Regions from separate parts of the Mus musculus genome. Here regions 1, 2, 4, 5 and 6 are each linked to region 3. Evidence: chromatin contacts called from public HiChIP or PLAC-seq, Micro-C and promoter capture Hi-C data. All regions are on one chromosome and are shown on one strand. The core of a region is the stretch at or near the end of the contact, and the rest is flanking DNA. Distances in the headings are between cores, read along the strand shown.

Region 1 (3,918 bases), core at 766-3,265, 600 kb before region 3:
ACTAGGGGTAACCTCCCAGTAATTTTCAAACCCAAATAAAATAACCAGTCTGAGTTCTGATTTATTTGTAAGCTAGTCGGGGATAAGTGTTAATTGATTAAGCTACACCTTATTTGTTCCCTTTTACTTTTTTCCATTTCAGAATACTGCTTCTTTTTATTTACATGGGAGTAAAATGTTTTTGTCCATGTGTTGGTGTTTGCATTCTATTGCAGGCAGAACAAATCAACACAAACTTAGCAGGAGATCAGCAGTCCATACCAAGGGCTTTTCACAGGTCAGAGCCAGGTGTCTGCGGCTGTGCCACTTTTGGTGAGCTCCAACAATGAGCCTGTTTCAGTCAACTGAGTGCTGGACTCACCCTTTAAGACCCGCTTTCCCCTGGCTGGTGGTGGGTCTTTCTCAGCCTTCAATGTACACTCACAGCTCTGTGCTCCATCAACAGAATAACAGAGCTTTTACTCTCCCGCTGTCTCAGAACTCCACTTACTTGAAGCACTGGGGTGCATAGCTCCCCTTCACCATGTGGGGCCCATAGAAGGCTAAGGGGTCTATTCAGTTAATGTTGGGTAATCTCTCAATGTTAAGGATTAGAAACCTTAATCAGATCTGAAAACCCCTTCAGAGCAGAATCTAGATGAGCCTTTGATAAAATAATCAGAGGACAGGAATCCTGGGAGATATCTTAGGAATTCCTGCCAGCAACAAAACTTGACTCTTAAAAGATAAACACCAGGATGTTTTCCTAGCCAGAAGTTAAATTTTGTGTTGTAGTTTTATTATTCCAGATCTGTATTTTCTCCACATTACCTATTAATAACAAATACATTCAAATTGGGAGCTAAACTTAGATAAAAATTCAGTTAAAGTTCAGATAAAAGTACTTTTCATCAACACATGTATTGTTTTATGTAATATAACTTTATAATTTGTAAGCACACTGAGTTTTATGAGCTGAAATAAATGTGAATATTTTCATACAGTTGTATATAATGATATATGTATTCTATATGCATGTTTGTGTTCAAGCATTTGCAGAAAATAACTTTCATGTTTATAAATACAGTCATGAATATATATGTATGTGTGTGACAATATTGTAACATATTTGGATGACATCATACTCCTAAATGTTACAATTTAGATAGAAAATAAAGAAAAATTATGTAAAGCACTATGCATTAATTTTGCTGACTTTTTTCTTTGACTATCAATAGTGCTTAATAAAATTACTTCAATTTTATGGATAAAATATTTGTAAGATAAACATGTAGAAATAGTAAGACAGGAGAAATTCACTGAAATAAGTAAAATGTACACTTGGTCAGAATTGTATAGTGCTGATGAACTTTGAAGATTTGAGAATTCTCTGTATTGTGAAGAAAACAATCACACACTCACATATACACATACATACATACACACACACTACACACAAACACCAGCGTTTTACTTTACTGTATAGTCAATATAGGACAATGAATGAATGAATGAGTGAGGCATAGTAATAGTTAAAATTTACTCTATGAAATACTTAATGAAGTGATGTAATGAAACTGTCTAAACATTAATCTGCATTTTCTCATCAATGAAAAAGTATAATTAGATGCTAAGATCCCATCCAGTTTCACTGTCTGTGACAATTTACAATGTTTTCATTCTGTATTCTCACAGCTTCATCCAACATATTCCCAAATGTTCATATGTAGCAACAATAAAAATGAAGTTCTCCCTGGGGACAGTTTTTAAGACAACTGAGCAAAGCTTTGTTGTAAGATTTTATTACAATCATGAGAGATGCTTGGACAAGTCACTGAAAATGTGGCTTCATGCAAAGCACTTACCTTTCTGAGCCATACAAGGAAAGCATGGAGAAATGCCACTTCCTCGGAGTGAAAAGAGGCGTGGGACTTGTGAGTGATGAGGATTTTCATTCAAATAATTGGCCTTACTACACATAGGGTACAGGTTGTCTCCTAAATCTGGAACCTTCAACACTGAGTTAGGTAGAGTGGCATTAGCATCTAACATTTTTCTTATTGCATGTTAACTGCATATAGCTTTGAAGCTGAACGGTATATGTGCTGGGGTCTTTAGGAAAAGACAAGTTATTAAGCCCCTAAGTATTGTGTACTATATCAGATTCGCATTGTTCCTGTTCCCTCGTCTCTGACATTTTCACCGTCCTTACTAAAGGCCATTTCCTCTCAATCTGTCAACAATGGAAATTGAAAACAGCTGCTCACCAACCCTGTGGATAATGGTTTCTCTGTGCACATCATGCCAGCAGGTCTTATAGGTCACTGCCAATATTTGAGAGGTCAGAGAGAAGAATTTTAAAGTTAAAAGAAGCTTTAGTAGTTATGAAATCCACCTTCTACAAGGTAAGATGGCTAATGGCTACAAAGATACAACTAAATTGGAGAAATCACTTCTAATGTTCTGTAGCAAAGTAGAGTGACTACCATTGGTGATAATAAAGTGCATATATTGAAATATACATGAAAAATAACAAGTAAAGAGTAGAGAGATGGTTCAGCAGTTAAAGTCCCCTGACTGTGTCCTTTGAAAACCTGAGTTTGAGTTTCAGCACCCACATGGTGGCTCACAAAGGTCTGTAATTTCAGTTAGAAGGGATCCATGTCTTCTTCTAGCCTCTGGGGCCACTGCACACAAATGGTGCGCAGATAGACATGCAGGAAAAAAAAAGGCCTATACACATAAAAATAAGTACATTTTTACTAAATGGTGTTTGAGGTAATAAATATGCCAGTCACCCTGACTTCATCACATACGTGTGTGTGTGTGTGTGTGTGTGTGTGTGTGTGTGTGTGTGTGTGTGTGTGAAAATTTTACTGTGTGTGTGTGCTAGACTCTAGAACTTCTGACTCAGATTATACCCACACCAAGTTCCCTTCCCATCCTGGGTCTTCCTTTGTCTCCTCTTTTCTTGACTCTCTATTTTCTGGATCCCATATGTCTTTCTTTTCTGATTAATTTTTGTATATAGTTGGAACACAGTCCTTTGTAGCTCACTGTAAAAAATAGTGTAGAAATACTCTAAGGTTTTAAATGTTCAGAATGGCTTTATTTGTCTTCTCAGTTACTTGATATCTTTGGCATGTATCTATCAGGAAACCATTTTCCTCAGAATTTTGAAAGTATCACTCACTGACTTTTGATTCCCATGGTTGTAATAAGAACTGATTTCGTCAGATTGATGGCCTTTCATACATACAATTTTCAATGATACATTGTTTTATCTCTGAAAGATATTGTGATATCTTTGCTACCCATGCTCTGAAATTTAACAATGATGTCTCTGGTTCTAAAGACATCTTCATCTACATCTACCTCTACATTGTGCTTTGAATACCTTTGGTCCATATTATTGAGTCTTTCTATTCTGGGACAGAAGAATTTCTTCTTCAATGTTTCCTTCTCCTCTGTTACATAATTCTTTTGTCCTGTGCCTTTTATTCCGATGTAAAGACTTCTGAACACTTTCTGATGTTCATATCTTTTCTCGTTTTGGATACTTTGTCTCTTGCTGAGCTTTCTGAGAACTTTATCATGTTATGGTTATTATTTATGATTTTCTATTTTTATGTACAAGAGAACACTATCACCACTTTATACTTACTAGGATACTGTAATTTGTTGTTTTCAGACAAGATTAATTAGTATTGGCGGCAAACACCCTTACCCACTGAGCCATCTTACTGGCCCTCAATTAACTTCCTCAAGTATATATTATATCACCATTATCTATAGGATACTACTACAGAATAACATCATAATTTCTCCTTCATAATTATAACTTATTATCCATTGATCAACATGTCTTTATAATTTTTTAATTGGCACTCAACTAACTATGCATTTTGGTTCCACAGGATAAGTCACTACATGTGTATT
Region 2 (4,321 bases), core at 251-2,750, 700 kb before region 3:
TGGCTCTCTATCCTAATGAAGCTTCCTCTGACCTGAACGTTATAAGCTATAGGTTATGATGGTATATATCACATAATAAAGCTTACCTAGAAAGTGATTTATCTCTGCTTCCCCCATTTATAAACCCCTTGCTTAGTCTAATTAATTCTAAACATAAATTTGGCTCTACTCTAATTAATATAAACACATTAGCAACCTACATGTATCCTCTTACATCAAGATTTGTCTTGAAACAGTCTTCCCTCAGCCCCTTTCTGGTAAGAAAAGTTGTCAGATGTGAGAGCCCTTTTCCAGCTTACTTGCTAGGGCTACACTGTAGTAATTGGGAAGGGAAATGCTCAGTTTGAAGGTGGACTTTGGGATTTCAGTTTCAAAACGGAGAAATTATCTGTATCATCTACTTTCACATATAACCAAGTTTGTGTAGAATTATCTTATAAAATCCAATATTGTAGTATTTACTAAGAAATATGCTAAATGATTTCATTTCAAGTGATTAAAATGCTGGTGTTAATTTTTTTCAAAGAAGAAGAGAAAGAGGAAGAAGAAGGTAGCCTTATATATTGTTTCTTTTTCTGTTGGTGGTGATGATGTTGTTTGCTACTTTAGACATGTCAGACCCTGGCATCTAACCTGATCCAGAATACGTACAAAAGAGTAAACGCTGGGCTGGAAAGAGAGAAAAATACTCATGTTTCTCAAAGATGAAATCCTTCTGTTTCATGGACCTGAATATCTGCCATGGCCTGCTTTAATTTTGCACTCATCACTACTTGTCTTAAAAGTGAATATTTGCGAAGATAGTATTCTTTCTCTATTCATTTCAACATAACTAGATAGTCACATTCTCTGTCACTTTCAAGTGTGTTGTGGAAAGCTTAGCAGAGGCTACGTAGCAGGAGGGATCCACCTGATTTATACCATTGATAACAAGAAACTTAGAAATTCTGCTATTAAAACAAAGGTGACTCTGGAGGATTTTTCTTTGAGTCATCTGTACAGGTAAACAGGCAGCATTTAATATCTCAATGTGTGCTTGATAATCCTGTAGGCATTTCTTCCCCGAAATAAAGTGCAGACATAAGAAACTAAGTTTCAATTCCTCTTCAATCCTTGAAAGGTTGGGTTATTTCAGAATAAGTTCTTAATCCAGGTCACTGGTGCTTGGTGCAGAGAGGTATGACTCATTCCAGTCAGCCCAAGATACATCTGAGAAATGTTACACCACTTGCCATAAGCAATGACCATTATCACAATTCCCATCTCTCAAATTCTGTCATCACTTGTGTTGAGAGTTTCCTGAGTCTGAGGGAAGATTGAGGTCAAAAGTCACAGAAACAGAAGATCTTTAATCCATTCTGGATCATGTAGCATCAACAGAATGTTCTATTTAGAAATAAATGAAACTATTTCAGAAACACTCCAATATCCTAAGAGTATTGCTAAGTAAAGCTACCCATATGCATGGGGTAGACTCTTAACAGATATGTTTATGAATATAAACCCTTCTGTAGCCCCACATTTCTACTTGGTATGCATTTAGATTCTTCAAGTAATCTTGTTTCACATCTTGGCATTTCAAAATAAAACCTACTTTTATGGAAAGTGCTCAAGTTTTAATGGTGATGATTACTAATGAAAAGCATTAATGTTTAAATATTTCAAAATCATGCCAAGATAAACATTAAGCTTTTCTGTTAGCACACTGAAGTAGATTTTATATCCCCTGAAATTTAACCAAAAGCCTTGCTCTAATCTTCACTGTAGAGCACATTGGAGGTGCAATAGCAGCTGTGATAACAAACAACCGGGCCTTTAGGGCTTCTCTGTTCAGAAACTCTTGTGCAAAGTTGCTGTTTATTGAGGTTACATGAGGCTTTAGTCTTCAGGCTGTTTTTATTGTATTCATAAATTGCCTCTATGAATTACCAGAGTTAAGGAAATAACTTCTGTAGCAATTTAGCCAAATGAGTTAATCTTAAACCATTGCTCCTGCCTTTTACTCAAGAGTAAAGTCATAAATACTGCTTTTATGATAGTTATTAAAAAGGTTTCATTCCTTTGAAGATGATATCTATATGTAAAACCTCCCCTCTTGTTATATAGAAGAATCTGATGCAAATAAAACTAAGGCAAAAATTTAAATGGTGACTGTGAAAATGAGGGACCAAAACAAAGTGTGTGCTGCTTGGTTCTGTCTCATTACCTCATACAAAACGGCATGGCAGCTGCATCAGTGTGAGACAGATGGATAAAAAAGTGTCTGTCCAAGGGTAGAGAGTGGGTTTGGTGGTTAACAGTACTGGCTGCTCTTAATCAAATCTCCAGGTTTGATCTCCAGAACCATCATGGAGGTTCACATCTCTAACTCTAGTTTCAGAGTATCTAAGTACTGTCTTCTGGTCTTAATCAGTACCAGGTATGTCCATGGTGCACAGACATACATTCAGGCACAACCCTCATCCATATTTTAAAAATAAGCAAAATCTCAATAAACAATTTTTAAGACTTTGCAATGGTTTGGTGACATCTTAGTAATTCAGCAGCTAACAACTGTGGAGGCATAGTAGTAGTGGTCACATGGCTTTCACTTTCCAATGTCTATTCACATAATCTCCCCTGTATGCATATGTCTGGAATTAAATTTATCCTTTGTACAGGGTACCAATTAAATGGACTAAGGTGAACAAATTTTAATGTAGTTGTTTATATAAATTCCATAAATTCGCATTCTAGATTATTTCATCCTGAATTATTCTTCAAACATTGGTATCTTCATTTTCTAGACTTTGTATTCCTGAAACAAGTACCTCAAACAAACTGCTCATGAAAATGTTCAAACTTTGGAGGCTTCATATCAAAACAGCATAATATAGGTATCATGGCCAGCAGCAATGTTTGGGCACAAGTAGTTAGATCTTAGACATGGAACAAACAGAAATGAAGTGAGGCAGTCTGAAGGAATGTGAAAGGCAGCCTGTTTTCTGGTTGAGCAAGGCTTACTCCAGAGACCCAGTAGAAAACTCTACAAGGGACAGAACAGTGAGCCTCGTTCCCCGACATAGGTGCTTGACACCATGGAGCCCCCAACTCCATAATCCTGTGACTATAAATCACACAAACAATGTCCCAAGCTCCTGGTATTCTGGCTAGACTCCACCCTCACCTTTACTGAGAATAGCCAGGTATGCTCCTCCCCACAGTTACCTGGCAACCACAAGGTAGCCCAGCCTACTATCAAAGGAGCTGCTTCCCCCCCCCCCCCCCCCTTAAGCTCTTGTCTCTCATTCTCATCTCTAACTCTCCTTCTCCTCCTTTTCCCCTTCTCTCCATGTGACCATGGTTGGCCTCTCCTTTTCTACCTATTGTCTTTCTCTTTGCCTTTCTACAATAAAGCTCTAAAACCATAGACCATCTCTGCTCATCAAGGCCCGCTGTACTTGAATGATGGAATAGGCTTTCCCCTAAAGAGCTGCGTCTAACTTCCCAATGGAAGGCCTTCCTGCGCTCCATCCAGGACTGGACCAAGGACTCTTGCCCATGTGGGAACCACCCAGCGCCCCCTCCCCCCCTGCCCTCTCCTCCTTTTGGCCCCAGGACTGACTGAGCTGCCACTTTGTTCTCAGGTCTTTCAAGGTGTCCAGCGATGTCTGGAATGTCCGAGACTGAGAACCTGTTATCTCTGGCCTCCATGAGGCCCAGAGACCTCAAACTGCTCCATGTCCACCCTCCACGGACTGGGGTTCGTGGCTTCACACAGCCAGACACCTACCCAGGGCTGCATGGAGAGCAGGCAGCAGTCCTCCGTGTCTGCCTGCCCAGAGCACTGGAAGTCTGGGGGTTCTCTCCCACCCCCTTTCTTTCCCCATGCCTGCTGCTGGCCCTCCATGTTTATAGCCATGCTGGGTTATAGCAGAACTCACTTCAAAGAGCTTGCCGGAGTAACCTCAGGACTTTCCATTAGGCTTCTTCACTTAAAGATGCTACATTTTCTACAACTATCATCTTGGGGACTGAGACTCAAATCATAATGGAGTCTTTATGGACACTCTAGCCATACACAAACCACAGAAGGACCATTGTTGTAAGAAGATAATTTTATCTTACAACAAGCACCTGTCTAATTTCTTGAATTTCTAGGAACTAGTGGAAACATAACAGTTGACTAGGGAGAAATTACCTCAGTCCTGAAGAGCAGGAATATTCATGACATGGGTTCCTGTGATTCACCTCTAATACACATGTCATGACTTTTCTGTAGTTACCACAGGCCTTACCATCTGAGTCAGTACCCAAGGGACAATTATGTCTGTGTGAAAGA
Region 3 (3,751 bases), core at 112-2,611:
AAAAAAAAATCATTTCTAAACAACCAGGTAGTATTTTGCTGACATGTGTAAGATGTTTCCATTATCTGTCTTAGAACTTATCTGTGACTTTTTACTTGTGGTCTTTCCTGGCCCAACAACTGTGAAAAGTTCTTCTCCTTCAAGGCCCAACATTAAAAGGTCATTTCTTGTCAAAAACATGATGGGAATTTTTAAGGCAGAATGTGTATCAAGACAGCAATGCAAGGTTTGGTAACTTGTACTGCTAGTTTCTAGTTTAATTATCATTTGCCTCGCTCAAGTACATCATTACATACTCAGCAATATGAGTGGAGCACTGTTGAGTTAACTGAACTGGGGAGAGGGACCATTATCCTTTGCCTTCTGAGTCTCAAGCTGAAAATAAAACTGAACTAAATAAATTTTCAGGAGAAAAGGACACACATTTTATTTTTTTTAAAACAATCATGTGATTAGCGTCTTCGTGGGAAACCTGAAAGCCTGTGTGGCTGTATCTACATACCAGGGGCAACCAAGAAAAGTAGCTAAGATGTGGATTTAATTCTAAAAGGTCTGTTGCAGACCTCTCAGTTTCATCTTCTCTACCTCATAAGTTTTTGTTTTTGTTTATTTTTTTTAAGTGCTCGAAACTCAAAGAACAGCCAAGGCAGCAGGCTGTAGGCTCCCACCTAGCATGGTACACACAACAGGCACCAAGAGAGTATTCTCCATTCACATACAGTCCGCGAGTAATAAATACTCTTTGCAAAGTAAAGTGTACTCTGTTACCTGCTTATATCTTTCTTTCCCTTCCTAGCTTATAAATTTCATAAAGGCTTCTTTTTTTTTTCTTGGGAGGCAATTCTTGGAGGTGTAAGTGTCTGGGACTTAAGATGAGAGTTAAGTCAATCCCAGCAGAAAAGAAGATGGCTTAAGAGTCTCCATTCTCATTGCCAAAAGCTTTACCGTGTTTCCTATCCTCAATACGGATCCACTCAGAAGGACTAATTTACCATCCAATCCTGGATAAGGGAAAATGACAGATAAGGGGAAATGAAAGGTGGAGTTGTTCATCTGCTAAGATATTGCATTGTTGAGTTAAATGAACTTGGAAGACAACGCTGCGCTCTAAAGGCAACCTACAGCATCTCCCAGCGAGTCGAATGGTGACTATAGAGAGATCTCAAAAACTGAAAAACTGGCGAGCCCTGCGGACCGGAACCCTACAGCGAGTGCGCACCGGCTGGTGGGGGGAAAAGGAGCCCGGAGGAACACCACGAACCCGGCACGGCTCCGCCCCCTCTCCAAGGCAGTGGGAGTCACGGAGTGGCTCCGCCCCTTCCACAGTCGCTAAGCAACCAACCCCGGAAGTCGCGGTCCGGGGCAGGCGCCGCAAGCGGGTGAAAGATGGCGGAGGGTGGCCGTGCGGAGCCGGAGGAGCAGGAGCGTGGGTCCTCCAGGCCACGGCCCCCAAGTGCGCGGGACTTACAGGTGCGCAGGCATGGAGCGCGGCGGCGGCGGGCGAGAGGGCGTGGGCATGGCGGGCGCGGGCCAGAGCCACTTTGTACCTCACCTGAGCCTGTCTCCGGAGAACTGGAGGGTCTCTCCTGGAGGCGCATTGCGGAGGGGTGCGTGTGGAATCCTGTGCCCTAGCCTCAGGCGGCGGTACAGGGGTTCCCTTCACGCTGGATGCACAAAGCAAATGTCATTTTGCCGAGCCATCTGGGTGCCTCCCAGCTGATGCTGCCTGCATTTGGGGAGTTGCTGTGGCCAGTGATAAATCAGCCATCACTAAAAAAGTAACTTTAAAAATGACGCGTGCTGGTTTGTTCTCCTGGATGCTTTTTCACGTTTGATGATTTATACATTAAAAGCACTTTCTTCTCCAAAAGCCTGCGGTTTTGCAGGGGAGAGCTTAAAACAGTTCAGGCTTTGGTCACAGCTCGCTTGAAAGAGTTCACAAAACAGCTTAACAGAAATAAAACTCAGCAATGTTAGGATGCTGGCATTAGCTAAACACTTGTCCGATGCTAATACTGCTTGTCCATTTTAGCCTTTTTTTTCTATCTCCTCATGAAATCATTGATAAAACTCAAACGATTAAACATATATTAGGGGTTATAGTTCAGAATAAATGAGCCTGGATTCGCAAACCTTGACAGAGCATTTTTATAGCAGGTCTTCATTCTGTAACCAGACGTACTGACCGTTTGCCATTCTAACTTTGTGCTGAAGCTCTGGGAAATGTGGATACAAATAGGACATCAAATCCAGAAGTAGTAGTGGATACTGTTGTGTGCTATCAAATTTTGTGAAAGGTCTCAGATTTGAAACAGGCTTGTAAAGCAGCTTTACAGACCAAGCCAATGCAGAATTCTAATGGTATTAATTGAGCACTGGTTGGTTCCGGTGACCCCGGAGCCAGTTAGCTCGTTATCTTAGAGTAATTGTCACTGTGATGAAACACCATGACCAAAGCAGCTTGGGGAGGAAAGACTCATGCTTCCACTCACAGTTCCTTATCAGACAGGACGTCAGAGCAGGAACATGGAGGCAGGAGCCGATGCAGAGGCTATGAAGGGTGCTACGTACTGGTTTGCTCCCCAAGGTTTCTTCAGCCTGCTTTCTTATAGGACCCTGGGCTCACAGCCCCGGTTTGGCACCACCCATAGTGTGTGTGGCCCTCCACCATCCATCACTAATTAAGAAAATGCTCCAAAGACTTGCCTACAGCCTTATGAAGGCATTTTTTTTTCATCGAGCCCCCCTTTCCCTGATATCTCTGGCTTTGTCAAGTTGACATAAAACTAAACAGCACACTAGTGAGGCAGTGTATTTTCTGTGTCTGGCTTGCTAGTTTTCATAAAGTCACATCTTATTGTCACTTGGAGTTTTCCCAACATGCTCTGGGTCTAGAAGCTGCCTCATTCAGGAATTCTATTTTGTTTTATGAATAATCTAGGTTTAATTGTCCTGAACAGTCTCTATTTTAACCACATATAACCTTTTGGACACCTTCATAACTGTTTGGAGAACTAAGCATAGTTTGAAGCATCACTGAATGCCAAAAAAAAAACAAAAAACAAAAAACAAAAAAACAAAATAAAACAAAGCAAAAAACAAAACAAAACAAAACAAAACAAAACAAAGGCAGTTCAGAAGATGAACTTGGAGAATGCAGAGATCAGCATCAGGTAGGAGATAAAAACCAGTGAATTAATGACCAGCTGAACAGAAATCTATCTCAGCTGCCATTCAGAATAGTCTGTCAGCCTCTACATCAGGAAGGAGGGTTTTAGGAAGAGGGCTATATAGTTATCTCCTGAAGTGTCTCTCTGTTGTGACTTCTGGACTGTTTCTAAGGCTGTTGTGTAGTGTCCTCCAGGCAATTCGTCATAGGGTTTAAAGTTGTTTAAGGTATTTAATTGCATATTTCCCAATGTTCCTCCAGAATAATATCAACAGGATTGCTGCTCTTAATTCCGTGTTTCCATCCAGATTAGCATTTGGGGAGGAGTAAACTTGTCTGAGGCTATCTAGATCACTGGTTCTCAGTGAAATAATGTCCCTGGAAAGGCTTGATAAAGCAGACACTAGCGCTCATACCCATATCTAATAGGTACAGAGTGGGACTTGAGCATTATGTATTTCCCAGATTCCCAGGTGTGGCTAGTCTGTACAGTTAACTTTACTGTGTTTTCTACAATGTAGCATAAGGCTGAGCCTTCTAGTTCTCTCTTGCTGTGTTTCTGCCCTTCACAGTGACTTAGAT
Region 4 (4,058 bases), core at 593-3,092, 680 kb before region 3:
GTAATACTTCTAGACGTTCTTTTATTGTACAGGATTGTTTTAGCTATTCTGACATGTTTTTGTTATTGTTGTTTTTCTGTATGAAGTTGAGAATTACTCTTTCATGTAAAGAGTTGTGCTGGAATTTTGATGGGAATTGCATCGAACCTGTAAGATGGTAATTTTTACTATGATGGTTCTACCAATCCATGAGCATGGAAGACTTTTCTTACTTGTGACATTTTATTCCATTTCTTTCTTCAGAGATTTGAAGTTCTGAACAGAACACTAACGGCACTAAGATCAACAATTAATAAATGGCATCTCATGTAACTGAAAAGCTTTTGCAAGGCAAAGGACACTACCAATAAGGCAAAACAGCAACCTAAATGATGGGAGAAGACCTTCACCAACCCTACACCAGACAGAGGACTGATATACAAAATATATAAAGAACTCAATAAACGAGACATCAACAAACCAAATATCCCAATTAAAAAATGGGGTACAGAGCCAAACAATTTTCAACAAGAATCTCTAATGGCCAAGACACACTAGGAAAATGTTCAACTCCCTTAGCCATCAGGGAAATGCAAATCAAAATGACTTTGAGATTCCATCTTACACCTCTCAGAATGGTTAAGATCAAAAACTCAAGTGACAACAAATGTTGTAAAAATGGTTACATATTTATGTACTCAAAGCTGCTTGATTCTTTTAAGTATATACCCAGAAACAGAATTCTGGATAATAAAATAATTCTATTTTCAATTTGAGAAGGAGTAATCATCATAATTTCCTATGGTTCTCCATTGTGGCTATAACACATGATGTTCCAACTTATCCAAATCCATGCCAACACTTGCTATTTTCCGTTGTGTCATTATTGATTGATGATATCACCTGATGGTTTTGAGTTATATATCATGGAATATTAACAGTAATGAACATCTTTCCATTTATTTATTGGCCATTTGTATGTCTTCCCTGGAGGACCATCTATACAAGGCTTTATCATTTTATTATATTGTTTATTCTTTTGCATTTTAACAATATCTATCCATGCTTCAAGTTAGGCTGTTTTTTATTACTTACTAATTAAAATGTATTACATTTAATAGCAGTTAATTTAGAGAACACCTATCTATAGAGTATTCTCTCCAGACTCAGATATACAAGTGAATTTAGAGAACAAATTTAGGAGACTAGATTATTTCCTGTGCAGTTTCTTTTTCTATTAGGGAACAGCATATTCCTGCATTTAATTAATGTATTCTAATTAAAGAGTGATAGAACATTGCTTATGAAAATAAGGAAACAGGACTTCAGTTCTGTCATTTTATGTGACCACTTGTTTTTGTTTAAAGACAGTAGTGTGTTGGGCTCAACTTTTTTAATTTGGTAAATGCAAATGTCAGTTTATGCCACAGACCCTCTTGGTCCCCTGTCTGCGTAGAACGGGGTCTCTGGTTGTAGATGGGCAAGGAGTCAGTGAAAATGACAGACAAATTCAACACTAGAGGTTGTGTAGAATCTGAATGTAATTTGTCAAGTCGAGCATCGAACTTTTTATACAGAAGAATAACAAGAAACCAGGCGAGATACATCCACCGAGTTACAGTGACACAATACAAAAGGAATGTATACAGCAAAAGAAGGCGGGGACCAGGCCGAAGCCACTAAAAAGGGAGCCAGGTGTAAAGCTAGTCTATTCTTAAGCCCACCACCAGGGGTTCTTCGTAAATGCCTGATTTATGCTGTTTCTTTGGGCCAAGTGAAGAAACCTGTCTCAGGGGGATTCCCTAACACTTTCCTGGTGTACCCACCTGTATGCTAGGCCATTGTGAATTCCCTTGTCTGGGTAAGACTGGTTATTGTCTCAAGTAAACACTCCGCAGACCAGCCCGAGCTATTGGGCTCGGTTCTTTGTAATGCCTAATTAGTTTCACTGTCTCTACTGGAAGTAAATTTGAATGTTACTGAATAGGTAACCTTCTCACTGAATTCCTACTGAATTCCCAGTTTGTTGGCTTCAAGGATTTTCTGGGACATTGGAACACTGGCAAAGGCTTAGCTATGTCAGAATTCAATCTTAAAGGCACTTATAATAAAATAATACTAAAAGAGAGCACGTGGATCCATACACCAGACTAACTCGGGGATAGGGTATACGGGTTATTAGAACGCCAAAGTTCCAGGAGGTGAGTTTCTGTGAAACTCTTTGCCTCATGAGTGCTCCCAGGCCTCGCGGCCTGCCAAGCAAACTTCACTGGAGTGTGTGTAGCAATGCATTAGTAACAGCTTTCTAATGTTTTATTTGTTTTCAAATAATAGCAATGAGACAAGAAAATAAAGGCTAATAATTTGAATTGTTTCCTGTATAAGATTTGGAAGTCTGGGATATGAATTTGCTTAATATTACTGATTCTTGTGGTGTAATCAGCAGGTTCAATAAAATTTCTAGTGCCAGTATTTCTAATGTGACTACTATTACTGTGTCATTTAAATGTTATTATTTTTAAAAATCAGTATATTACCAAAGAACAACTTAAGTGTCCACTGTGGGAGTCTCACACATGAGGAGTGCCATACCAACACAACCTGTGTCCATTTTCTCATTTCTTTACTATTTAAGGGGTGACAATGGGTGACTGTGATACAGTCCATGCAGAGGTGACCTTGTCACAGAACCAAAGTTTATGAGAGACGTGACTATTACCCCCGTTATTCCTGGAAGTAATGTGGCATGATTAAAATCATTCTTTATCAGAGTGACATTTTAATACATTTAAAACATGATAAAGTGATGAAACAGAGCATGTAAGCGTAGGAGGTAGCTGAACCAACAGCTGTTTGTATCACAGCAGTACTGTCCCAAATGCTCACACTGATTTCCTCCATGGTCTTATGTGGACCATGATATCACCTTATAGAGTGTGGCTAACTGTACCAGTCATCAGGGCCTGATCTAATAGTATCCCTTAAGCCATTCCCTAGGACGTGGAAGCCACGATAGCAGTCCATCTGTTTGGAAGTGGCATGTATCTGCATAGAATGTTCCTGGTGGATGCTATGTGCCAGTTGTTGAATGATGAGCTGAGAAATACCTAAGGCAGCCAGAGTCAATTTTCCCCATCCTTTTAGTTGGCTCTGAGGGATGAAAATGTCAGTGTTTCCATAAATCTAGACTGCCTCAGAGATCCATCCAAATTGGCCACTGCCCTTTCTGCTCCACATAAGTCCTACTGCCAAGCGCCTCCTTTCTGTCTCTTTTCAAAATAAAACGTGAGTATGGAATTGAGTTCGTTCAGAAGTCATGAGGTAGAACAGAATAGGTCTGTGCATTGTTTAATTCTTTAACAAATAAGATGGGGACAGTCCATTTTTCAATCTTGTGCTGAGATACAATATACAACATAATTCATGCACAAATGCCAGCCTGGTAAATGTCACAGACTAAACAGCATTGCCACCAATGACAAATCAAAAGGAAAATTAGTGACATGCTAGCAAAGCCTTGATTTATTTCTAATCATGATTCTCTCTAGGGATCACCATTGTCTTTATGCACTCTGTCATCAAGATGACTGCTACTCATACTGGACCTCCTCTAATTTTCCGATGTGTGTTTTTATAGGACTGAGTAAGTACACAAGTCTATATTTAGGAATTATTTGTTTTTATGGATCATGATCATTAATTCTCAGTGTTATATAGTCTACTATTATAAAAATGGACACAGTGTTTGTAGTGTGTTATTAATGGACATTGAGAATTTTGAAATATGTTTATTAATTCTTTGAGAAATTGATGAATATTTCTATCATATTCATTCCTAGCTCCTCCTTTTAACTCCTCCAGGATCTACCACCCATGTCTCTCCCCTCCTCAACTTTGTGTCTTTTCCTTCTTCGTTTCTTCTTTTTTTAAATAATCCATCATAGGTTCTGTCCATATACTCCTGGATGTAGAGCCATGATCTTAGGTGTCAGGAGCTGCACCCTTAAAGAAAACTAAATCCCCAATTTTCCTCAAAAAGTCCTATGGCTTCTTCCCTGTGTGGGGGGACTCATGAACTC
Region 5 (4,134 bases), core at 1,219-3,718, 730 kb before region 3:
TCCTCGGGAGGTCAGCATCTTCTGCACCATCCTTGATGAATATCCTGCGGGTGAGTCATTCCGGCAGCCAAAATGGGTTGTCTTCACTCTGTGGAAAAACACAAACAGCTCCCCGGGATCTGATTAAGATAGGATCCGGGCCTTTCCACTGACCAGTTAAAACATCCTTCCATTTGACCATTTCTTTTGGTCTATCAGGGTCTGAGCTATGTCGCTCAGCTGCAGAGTGTCCCTGCTCGTCGAGATTCAAAAAATTAAGTGTAAAGAGTGCCATAGATACCGCTACTCTTGGCACTGAGGGCAGAGTCTCATCAACTCCCCTTTTTGTTTTATAAGATAAGATTTGAGTGTGCGGTGGGCACGTTCCACAATGCCTTGTCCTTGAGAATTACAAGGAAGGCCAGTCAAGTGAGTGACATCCATTTGATGACAAAATTGTTGAAATTTAGTAGAAGTATATGCTGGCCCATTATCCGTTTTAAGAATTGTGGGCTTGCCCCAAGCACTCCACGCTTCTAGGCAGTGCTGTATAACATGAGAGGCTTTTTCACCTGTTAAAGGTGTGGCAAACATTACACCAGAGCAGGTGTCAATAGAAACATGTAAATATTGATTTCTCCCAAAGGAGGAAATATGAGTGACATCCATTTGCCAGACCTGCAATGGCCTGACGCCACGAGCGTTTACACCTACATGAGGAGTAGGTAAAAATTGACCACTACCTCTGCACATAAAGCGGAGGTGCACTAGGACCCTGAAGCCGACAGTCCGGAGGCCTAGCAGCAAGCTGGCTTTCGCTAGCCGCTTTTTGCCTTTTTCTGGACTGAGTAGCTCGTTTTTTATCTTGCTGGTACCTTTCTCCCTTATAACGAACTGCTTCCTCCTCCAAGTCCGTTTCTTCAGAGGCGCTAATCCCTTCATCTGGTTCTGAGTTACTAAGAGCTAGCTGCTTAAATTCATCCAGTGGCGGGTAGAGGCTCCTTTCCTTATGTGCCTCTCCAGCTCGATCTCCCTTCTTCTCTCCCTTTCCATCCCTTTTTCTTATCTCTCCCAAGGCATTCTTTCCTTTATATCTCTTTTCCTCAGGCTCAAGGCCCGTGGAAAGGCCTAAATTCTTCAGTGCACTTTGTTTCCTCTCTACTTTTACTTTCTCTCCCCGCTCTACCTCTGATAGACTTTCTTGAATTTCGTCCAGAACTTTCTGCCCCGCTTCTACCATTTGCTGACAATCCTCATCTGTTAAACACGATTTCACCAATTTCCATAGCGGCATAATCCCTGCTTTAAGTTTGCCTTTCTGCTGTTCCCTAACTAGATCTCCTTTCAGTTTGTCCCAAGAGGCGACAGTTAATGACCCTGAGCAAGCATACCATGGTGCGACACGGTCTATCTCTCTGACAAATCCCTCTAAGGTCTTAGTGGTGATTTTTAGGCCACACTGCTTCAAGACCAAGCGTAAGACTGGGAGCGTAAGAATGGGAGATTCCCATACTGCCGCTGTTCAGGCCTGACCGCGACTGAAATTGGTCACTGTCCAGGCGCTGTCCAGGCCTGACCGCGACTAAGAACCAGTCAGCAGTTCCAGTGGTGGAAACAAAATGAAACCGAAAGGAAAAGTGTAATCGCCGTGCAAACAATCAAAAGGGCTTCTAACTCTGAAGAAATTTCAAGATTGTACGTACCTTGTAGAGCCTTTTGTCCCACGGTTCTGATTCTGCCCCGCGAACGAGGGATCTTCCTTGCGCCGGTGTGATGACAGTTCCCGGGTTCTTCGGCGCCACTTATTGCGTCCCGCTCGACCGGCAAGAAAGACGCAACAAACCAGAATCTTCCGCGGCAAAAGCTTTATTGCTTGCTTCTCAGGAAGATCCCGAACTGGGAAAAATGGCGCTGCTTTTATATCCCGCAGCGTGACGTTTCAGCACCTGATATGGCGTGACAGCTCCCGATTCGTTGCTTGCCCATCACCCCACTATTACACCCCGAGAATGGGAGTGACTAGGAGTGAATTCACTCTCGCACCTGCGTGCAAGGCTTGTTTACTAGTTAGGCACAGCGGAGGCCCGCGCCATCTTATAATGGCGATTGCTCTCGGCACACACGGCTCTCCTCAGAGATTACTGGCGGCACACATGCGATTGCTCGCAGCACGTACCGGCTTTCCACACCCCACCTTGTGAAATCTTATACCAACCTCTTCAGTTGAGGTCCAACCAGGCAGTCCAGGTAGGGGAAGAGAACCAATGGAAGGCAACAGAATCCAAGACAGCCCCCTCTCCAACTGTCAGAGGACTCACATGAAAACCAAGCTGCACTTCTGCTACAAATGTATAAAGGGCCTTGATCCAGCCTCTGCATGATCTTTTGTTGGTGGTTCAGCTGCTGTAACCTCCATGGGCCCAGGTCTCTGTAGGTCTTGTGGTGTCCTTGACCCCTCCAACTTGCTCAATTCCAACCATCACTCTTCCGTAAGACTTCTCAATCTCTGCCAGATGTTTGGCCATGGGTCTCTGTAGCTGTTTCTATCCACTGCTGGATGAAGCCTTTCAGGAGACAGTCATGCTAGGTTCCTGGCCATCCATGAGCATGGGAGGTTGATAATTATATTTTATTGTTGTCTTGGTGTTAGATGGTGATAAGTAGGTTGAAATGTGGTGAATTCTAACGAAGGAAGAAGGGATAAAAGCAACTAGAGTTCTGTAGCAAGTCACCATGGACCTTTGGAGTCACCCAAATGAAGGGGCCAAAGAAAGATTGTACAGATAACCTTCCAAGCTCCTCATTTCACATATGATGGCTGGAAAGATCTCAGTGGGGATTGGACTGTTATTTGGTAAGTCTCAAAAGAAAGTAAGCATACTAGGTGAGGGGAGTGTTTCTGGCATCCAGCCAACCAGGTTGAGGTCATCTGAATAGAGGGGATCAAGAAGGGAAATACAGGCATACAGGCAGCATACCTGAGTCTCAAGGCCACATAGGATGGCCAAAGAGGTTTACATATTTTAATTTTTAAAATTTCCAAGTGCTTTGTTTAGCAAAACATATTTATTTCATCTTTAATTTTATGTTACATTGTTTTTTTTTAAATTTCCATTTCTAATTATGATTGATTGGGGACAGGGTAATCTTTGAAGTATGGTACACACAGGTAAAACAGGATACTCATGTTGGGAAGGTTTGTTTGGTTTGGTTTTTAATGTTTTAGTAAGATCTGTTTCTTCTTTAGGTTACTCTCAATGTGAGCTGTCTGGTTCTAGGTACTAGATAATGTATCTTCTAGATTTTGCTATAAAGAACATGTGTTGAAGTGGATGATTTCTATGATGATAAGGATGGAAAGCATAGGAAATAATTTACTAACCTGGGACTCTGCTTGGTTTGGATTATGCACACCTCACCTTTTTTTTTTTTTACATTTTATTTTTGCCTTTTATTAAACATAGATTCTTTTCTCATACAATATAATCTAAATACAGTTATCTTACCCTATACTCCACCTAGATTCCTCCCAATCTCCTCTCACATCTGGATCTACTCCCTTTCTGTCTCCTATTGGAAAAGAGCAGGCTTCTGAAAGATAATATGACATAGCAAAATAAAATATAATAAGATAAAAACAAAAACCATCATATCAAAATCAGACAAGTTAACAGAAAAATAAAATAAAAGAGTAGGCACAAGAATCAGAGACCTACTTGTTTACACATTCAGGAGTCCCATAAAAGAACTAGACTAACTGGGGCAGTGGTGGAGCACGCCTTTATTCCCAGAACTTGTGAGGCAGAGGCAGGTAGATTTCTGAATTTGAGGCCAGCTTGGTCTACAGAGTGAGTTCCAGGATATCCAGGGATATACAGAGAAACTCTGTCTTGAAAAACCAAATAAATAAATAAATAAATAAATAAATAAATAAATAAATAAATAAATAAATAAAAGAACTAAGCCAGGTATATATTCAAGATACCTGGTACATTCTGTGCTTGCTTCTTCAGTCTCTGTGAGCTCATAAAAGCTTTGGTCAGTTGTTTTAGAGAAACTAGGTCCTCCATCCCCTCTGTCTTCACCACTCTATCTGCCTCCTCATTCATGGGGTTCTATGAGTTCTGAGGGAAGGGATTTGATAGAGACATCTCA
Region 6 (4,344 bases), core at 1,458-3,957, 630 kb before region 3:
GGAACTAACAGTGTCTGCATGTTGTTCTCTAACCTCAACACCACACATAAGCATCCCCATCACACAAAATAAATATAATAATAGTCTTCTTAATAATTAAAATTAGGGCTGGAGAGATGATGGCTCAGCAGTTAAGAGCAGAGGATGTCCTTCCAGAGGACCTGAGTTTAATTCCCAGCACCCACAAAGCAGTTCACAACTATTTGTAAGTCCAGTTTCAGGGTATCCAATGTCTTCTTCTGGCTTCTCTGGGCACCAAGCAAACATGGACACAGACACATGTGCAGGAGCCCCTGCCTTCATATACATAAAAAGAAATTAATCTAGAAAATTTTAAGAATAGGGGACAACCAGAATTGAATATGAAAGAATTATGGCTAACATAAGAGGTATAACATGTAAGTAATCAAAACACTGGAAAAAGAAAGCTAGAACAAAACAGAATAAATATTTGAAGTCATAATGGTGTAGAACATTGTAAATTTCAGGACAGACTCCAAGCTACAGAACCAGATACAAGCTCAGAGAGCACCAAGCAGGACAAAAACCAAGAACATATATCCAGCTTAAGATCCTCAAATAATTCATGCCAGCAGTCACTGGGTAAGTGGAGTAGTCACGTGGTAACTGCATGGCAGGCACTGAGCTGAACCATCTGAAATACTTCAGATACCGGCTGATAGAGATACCTCAATTCCTCTTTTTGGCCTTGTACATCAAGTTGCTCACAAAGTTTCCCACTTCTTTAAGAATTGTCTCTCTATTTCTTGCTCATCTTGCTTTTCTATTGCTTCTGCCCTGGCACCAGCCCTGTTATTTGGAACTAAGTCAACAGCCCATTTACCTATAACCACTTTCATTTCTACGTATGGTTACCAAAGTCACTGACCGAAATATTGAGCTGTCTTTTTGATACCTGAGAACAGATACCACAGCTTCATTCCTCTCACAATATCAACTCAGACCCTTCTTCAACAAGTTTTGTCTGCAATGCTTCTGGTAGCATATTCCTTTATCCATGCTCTTGGATTTCCTCTCTTCTCATTAAACTTTAGCGGCATGCATTATACTGTGTCCAATCATACAAGTATCTACAATTATTAATCACCAGGGAACTATCAAGATAAGACATTCTCAAGAGTATCCCCATCAAAACATTTCATAATTTAAAGAAACTAAGCAACTAGAAGGTTCCTTCAATTTAAATTATTGTTTACTCCACACTCAGGACATTAACCCATATATGGCAATTTAAAATTTCTCTAAGCAAGTCCTAATGAGACCTAGATGCACTGGCTTGAAGGTATTGAGGCTTCCACAAAGCTTGTGTATAGTATAACTCATCACTAGGGTAGCAGTTCAGAGTTCACGGGCTAATATGAAAAGCATCAAAGAAGGAATAGGCAGAACATGATGGACATGACCTGCATGATCCATCCACAGGATCTGGGGCTACAAGGGCATCTCAGTGTGGTTACTTCCTTGGTAGTAAATTTTGCACCATGAATTTCAAGTGTCATCTTTGAGAAAGGAACACAGTCAGGAAAAGTGATACTAACTCCTACATGTTTTCTTAACCAAAGGATCATGTTTCACGTATTCACTGAAAAAACTCAAATGTTATGATACATATGTTTTAAAGTTCAGGATTTATCCTAAATACACTACATAATGTGTATACAGCCAAAAAGTGAATCCCACTGCCCTAAGATGAGACTGACTCCTTCTTTGTTTGTTCTAAGAGCTTTCTTCACCTTTTACCCAAATTTAAACAAGCAATTTTCTTAATTTAGAGAAAAGAGTTGCTAACTAATAAGTAATCTACATGTTAATTTACTATGATTTTATTTAAATCTACTGGGTCCAAACTGAAGATTATGGTATCAGTTCAGTTGCTCAGATTTCTTTATCTAAAAGTTGCTATTTTGTAAGCAAAACAAATCATTTTATGTTGGGACATTTTATTACTTACGATATTTCCATGAATGTTATGCCATCCCATTTGTGCAGTAAGCCTTGTGGTAGGAGGTATTTTCCAGTCTAGCAATGATACGATGTTAAGAAAGCCTGAGCACTTGTCTGACATGTGAGGTGAGCTCTACCATGGAGGATGTCTGCATATCATTCCTTCCTAAAGTCCCCATCCCTAGTAGGTACCAATGAGAGGACTCTGGGCAGTAAGAATGGGAAACGTAGTCTCTGGCATTTTAGGATCCCTCATATAGGTCAACTGAGATCCTGTGAGCAGTTAACTAAAATATCTCCACAGGTGACAACTACAAGAAGCAACAGGACACAGGCTTATAGGATGGGTGCAATTAACAGTGAAGAGATTCCCAACCACGGATTTGGGTAGAGTTAATCATATGTCTTTAAGCCTAAAATGTCACTATAGTGCTGAAACTTCCATTGTCTAGAAACCTTTCTTACAATATTCCTGTTAGTCTATTAACTGTGGGATAAGTCAAGATCTAACTGTCACTCACTCTGTGAAAACATTCCACAAAAGTCACCCAAAGTGCCCCAGAAAATCTCAAACTATAAATGACCTGATAACTTGATTGCTTAAAAAAAAAAAAAAGGCTCCATGTTGTATGTTTTGTCACAGTGATAACTATGGCTTCCTTCAACATGGCACAGAGTGGGATAAGAGAACAAGAGACCAGTGATTATTGAGAAAAAAAATTAGAATGACTCAAGTAAGATGAACTCACAGGAAATGAACTTTCATTAGCTCGGGTGCCTCCATATGGAACTACTTGGTAGGTCAAGAGCTTTCCAGAAAACCATATGAAACCCTGGGAAATGTCTGCTTTGGATGCAGGAAATCCCAGGGGATTTTTGTGGATCCAAATCTTTGTTATGGAAAAGAAACTTTGAGCTTAGCCTGGGAAGTTTGCTTTCTGGGAGACAGGCCAAACTCAAAGCTGATGTGATTTACAATAACCTAGTTAATCAACCATAAAAATCAAGGTTTTATCATTTTTTAAGAGATAATCACACACTGTAATTTTGCAAAGTAAGGCTTACTGTGAGAAAACGCCGCACTTTAGTGAGGGTATGTGTTTATCTAAGTGACTCTAAATCTAAGGATTTCAGACCAGAGCTTTCCTTCTCCATAAATATGCAATAAGTCATTGGGCCATTGCTTGCCCATGGTTTTATAGGAAAAAAAATAGTTTAGTGTTCTTTCCAGACTTAAGTATAGCTTTGGCAATTACTTAGGTATTTCTTAATAAAAGGAATTATTTTTTCCTTGACAAAAGAAGAAATTCATCATTACTTTTGCATAGTGCAAAGCTGAGTTTTATAGAAACAGAATTTTGAAGGTGGAAGAGAGGTGAGCTCATTCTTACTAACGTTGCATGGTCTGACACGATTTCTCTTAAATAAACAGAATTTGATATTTTGAATTTTTTAAGGCAGACTATGTAGAATCATGAGATGAAATTTATGAGGATCTAAATCTCCTGGCAAGAATGTTTTGAGGATAAGACAGAAATGAAAAAGAGACTAGTGAACTGGTGATATGATCAGTAGTAAGACCTTACCTAGAATGTGCAAGGACCTGGGTTTCATATCCAACACCAAACAGAAAGAAAGCTAGAAAAAAGGGGGGCCGAAGGAATGAGAAAAAGATTAAAAAAAAAAAAAAACCAGTGTCATACTTAAACAGTGGAATTTTATCCAGCTCTAAAGAAAAACATGCAGGTTTGGATCATACCAGAAAATGTTTCCACTGAGGAGAGTAGCCCAGACTCAGAAAGAGAAGCATCACAGTTGCTCACTTACACAGATGTTAGTAAATTTGGAGTGTCTGTTGGATCCAGGAAACTAGAAAGGAACCATCAGTGGAGAGAGGGAAGAAAGATCTTGAAAGAGGGGACACAGGAGAACACAGGTGATCTAAAAGGAAAAGAAGAATAATGGGGAGGGAGGTTTAAGGGAGGAGAGGAACCTAAGGGTAGGAAGGGTGAGGCAGTTTGGCTTGGAGAAAAATAACTAACACCAAGGATATTTGAAAGGGACATACACAAAACCTGTATTTTATAAGCTTTAAATGCGAATATCCAGATAAAAGGCTTAACTGGAGTTATTTTGCAAAGAAATTTACTCTCGTCCCAGAACCTGTAAGTTGTTGGTTAAAAAGCCCAGTGCCAAGTATGGGACAGTTTCTCTCTAGTTACTGGTCAAAAGTGTCATGGAGAATCCTCCAAACAAGGTTGTGCAAGGCACTACCCTTTGTGACTGATTGCCTATCAGAACATTATGGTAAGATTCTTTTGCTAAAGACATCACATGGTTTGATAACACACATTTTGCTCATAGGACATGGAGAAATCA

Evidence for each region. Promoter capture Hi-C pulls out the DNA fragments that hold promoters and counts their contacts. Hi-C and Micro-C count contacts between places; a contact is called where the count stands out from the background. HiChIP or PLAC-seq counts read pairs in DNA pulled down with a chosen protein or histone mark.
Region 1: a contact with region 3 is called in a promoter capture Hi-C map of second pharyngeal arch cranial neural crest, with 4 times the contacts expected there. The contact joins the enhancer-like site here to the promoter of Ubxn2b in region 3. A contact is called at or near these places in 10 of 39 promoter capture datasets (the 3T3-L1 cell line, cranial neural crest, embryonic stem cells and 5 more) and 1 of 115 datasets of contacts at active chromatin or transcription factors (astrocytes).
Region 2: a contact with region 3 is called in a promoter capture Hi-C map of stem cell-derived epiblast-like cells, with 3 times the contacts expected there. The contact joins the enhancer-like site here to the promoter of Ubxn2b in region 3. A contact is called at or near these places in 9 of 39 promoter capture datasets (the 3T3-L1 cell line, 3T3-L1-derived adipocytes, cranial neural crest and 5 more) and 2 of 115 datasets of contacts at active chromatin or transcription factors (astrocytes and bone marrow-derived macrophages).
Region 4: an H3K27ac HiChIP or PLAC-seq map of embryonic stem cells shows a contact between it and region 3, with 9 times the contacts expected there. The contact joins the enhancer-like site here to the promoter of Ubxn2b in region 3. A contact is called at or near these places in 3 of 39 promoter capture datasets (hippocampal neurons, maxillary cranial neural crest and stem cell-derived epiblast-like cells) and 4 of 115 datasets of contacts at active chromatin or transcription factors (astrocytes and embryonic stem cells).
Region 5: a Micro-C map of the AtT-20 cell line shows a contact between it and region 3, with 7 times the contacts expected there. The contact joins the enhancer-like site here to the promoter of Ubxn2b in region 3. A contact is called at or near these places in 8 of 39 promoter capture datasets (the 3T3-L1 cell line, 3T3-L1-derived adipocytes, cranial neural crest and 4 more) and 1 of 484 Hi-C or Micro-C datasets (the AtT-20 cell line).
Region 6: a contact with region 3 is called in a promoter capture Hi-C map of second pharyngeal arch cranial neural crest, with 4 times the contacts expected there. The contact joins the enhancer-like site here to the promoter of Ubxn2b in region 3. A contact is called at or near these places in 12 of 39 promoter capture datasets (the 3T3-L1 cell line, 3T3-L1-derived adipocytes, embryonic stem cells and 6 more) and 3 of 115 datasets of contacts at active chromatin or transcription factors (astrocytes, craniofacial prominence and stem cell-derived neural progenitor cells).

What each region holds. Positions count from the first base shown.
Region 1 is chr4:5,588,511-5,592,428 of GRCm38.p6, forward strand. No RefSeq gene overlaps it. Among named protein-coding and RNA genes, the nearest start is that of 4930423M02Rik, 42 kb to the right of the region's middle. Within about 2 kb of position 2,016, at least 5 of the 459 cell types and tissues checked have an H3K27ac peak or open chromatin away from gene starts, as enhancers often do. A contact at or near this core is called in second pharyngeal arch cranial neural crest, where this site is marked.
Region 2 is chr4:5,492,996-5,497,316 of GRCm38.p6, forward strand. No RefSeq gene overlaps it. Among named protein-coding and RNA genes, the nearest start is that of 4930423M02Rik, 140 kb to the right of the region's middle. Within about 2 kb of position 1,501, at least 9 of the 459 cell types and tissues checked have an H3K27ac peak or open chromatin away from gene starts, as enhancers often do.
Region 3 is chr4:6,189,744-6,193,494 of GRCm38.p6, forward strand. Ubxn2b (UBX domain protein 2B) reads left to right here and starts at 1,362. Exons shown (of 8, transcript NM_026534.2): 1 at 1,362-1,470. The coding sequence starts at 1,387.
Region 4 is chr4:5,513,834-5,517,891 of GRCm38.p6, forward strand. No RefSeq gene overlaps it. Among named protein-coding and RNA genes, the nearest start is that of 4930423M02Rik, 120 kb to the right of the region's middle. Within about 2 kb of position 1,843, at least 10 of the 459 cell types and tissues checked have an H3K27ac peak or open chromatin away from gene starts, as enhancers often do. A contact at or near this core is called in embryonic stem cells and stem cell-derived epiblast-like cells, where this site is marked.
Region 5 is chr4:5,463,208-5,467,341 of GRCm38.p6, forward strand. No RefSeq gene overlaps it. Among named protein-coding and RNA genes, the nearest start is that of 4930423M02Rik, 170 kb to the right of the region's middle. Within about 2 kb of position 2,469, at least 2 of the 459 cell types and tissues checked have an H3K27ac peak or open chromatin away from gene starts, as enhancers often do. A contact at or near this core is called in the AtT-20 cell line, where this site is marked.
Region 6 is chr4:5,557,389-5,561,732 of GRCm38.p6, forward strand. No RefSeq gene overlaps it. Among named protein-coding and RNA genes, the nearest start is that of 4930423M02Rik, 73 kb to the right of the region's middle. Within about 2 kb of position 2,708, at least 13 of the 459 cell types and tissues checked have an H3K27ac peak or open chromatin away from gene starts, as enhancers often do. A contact at or near this core is called in second pharyngeal arch cranial neural crest, where this site is marked.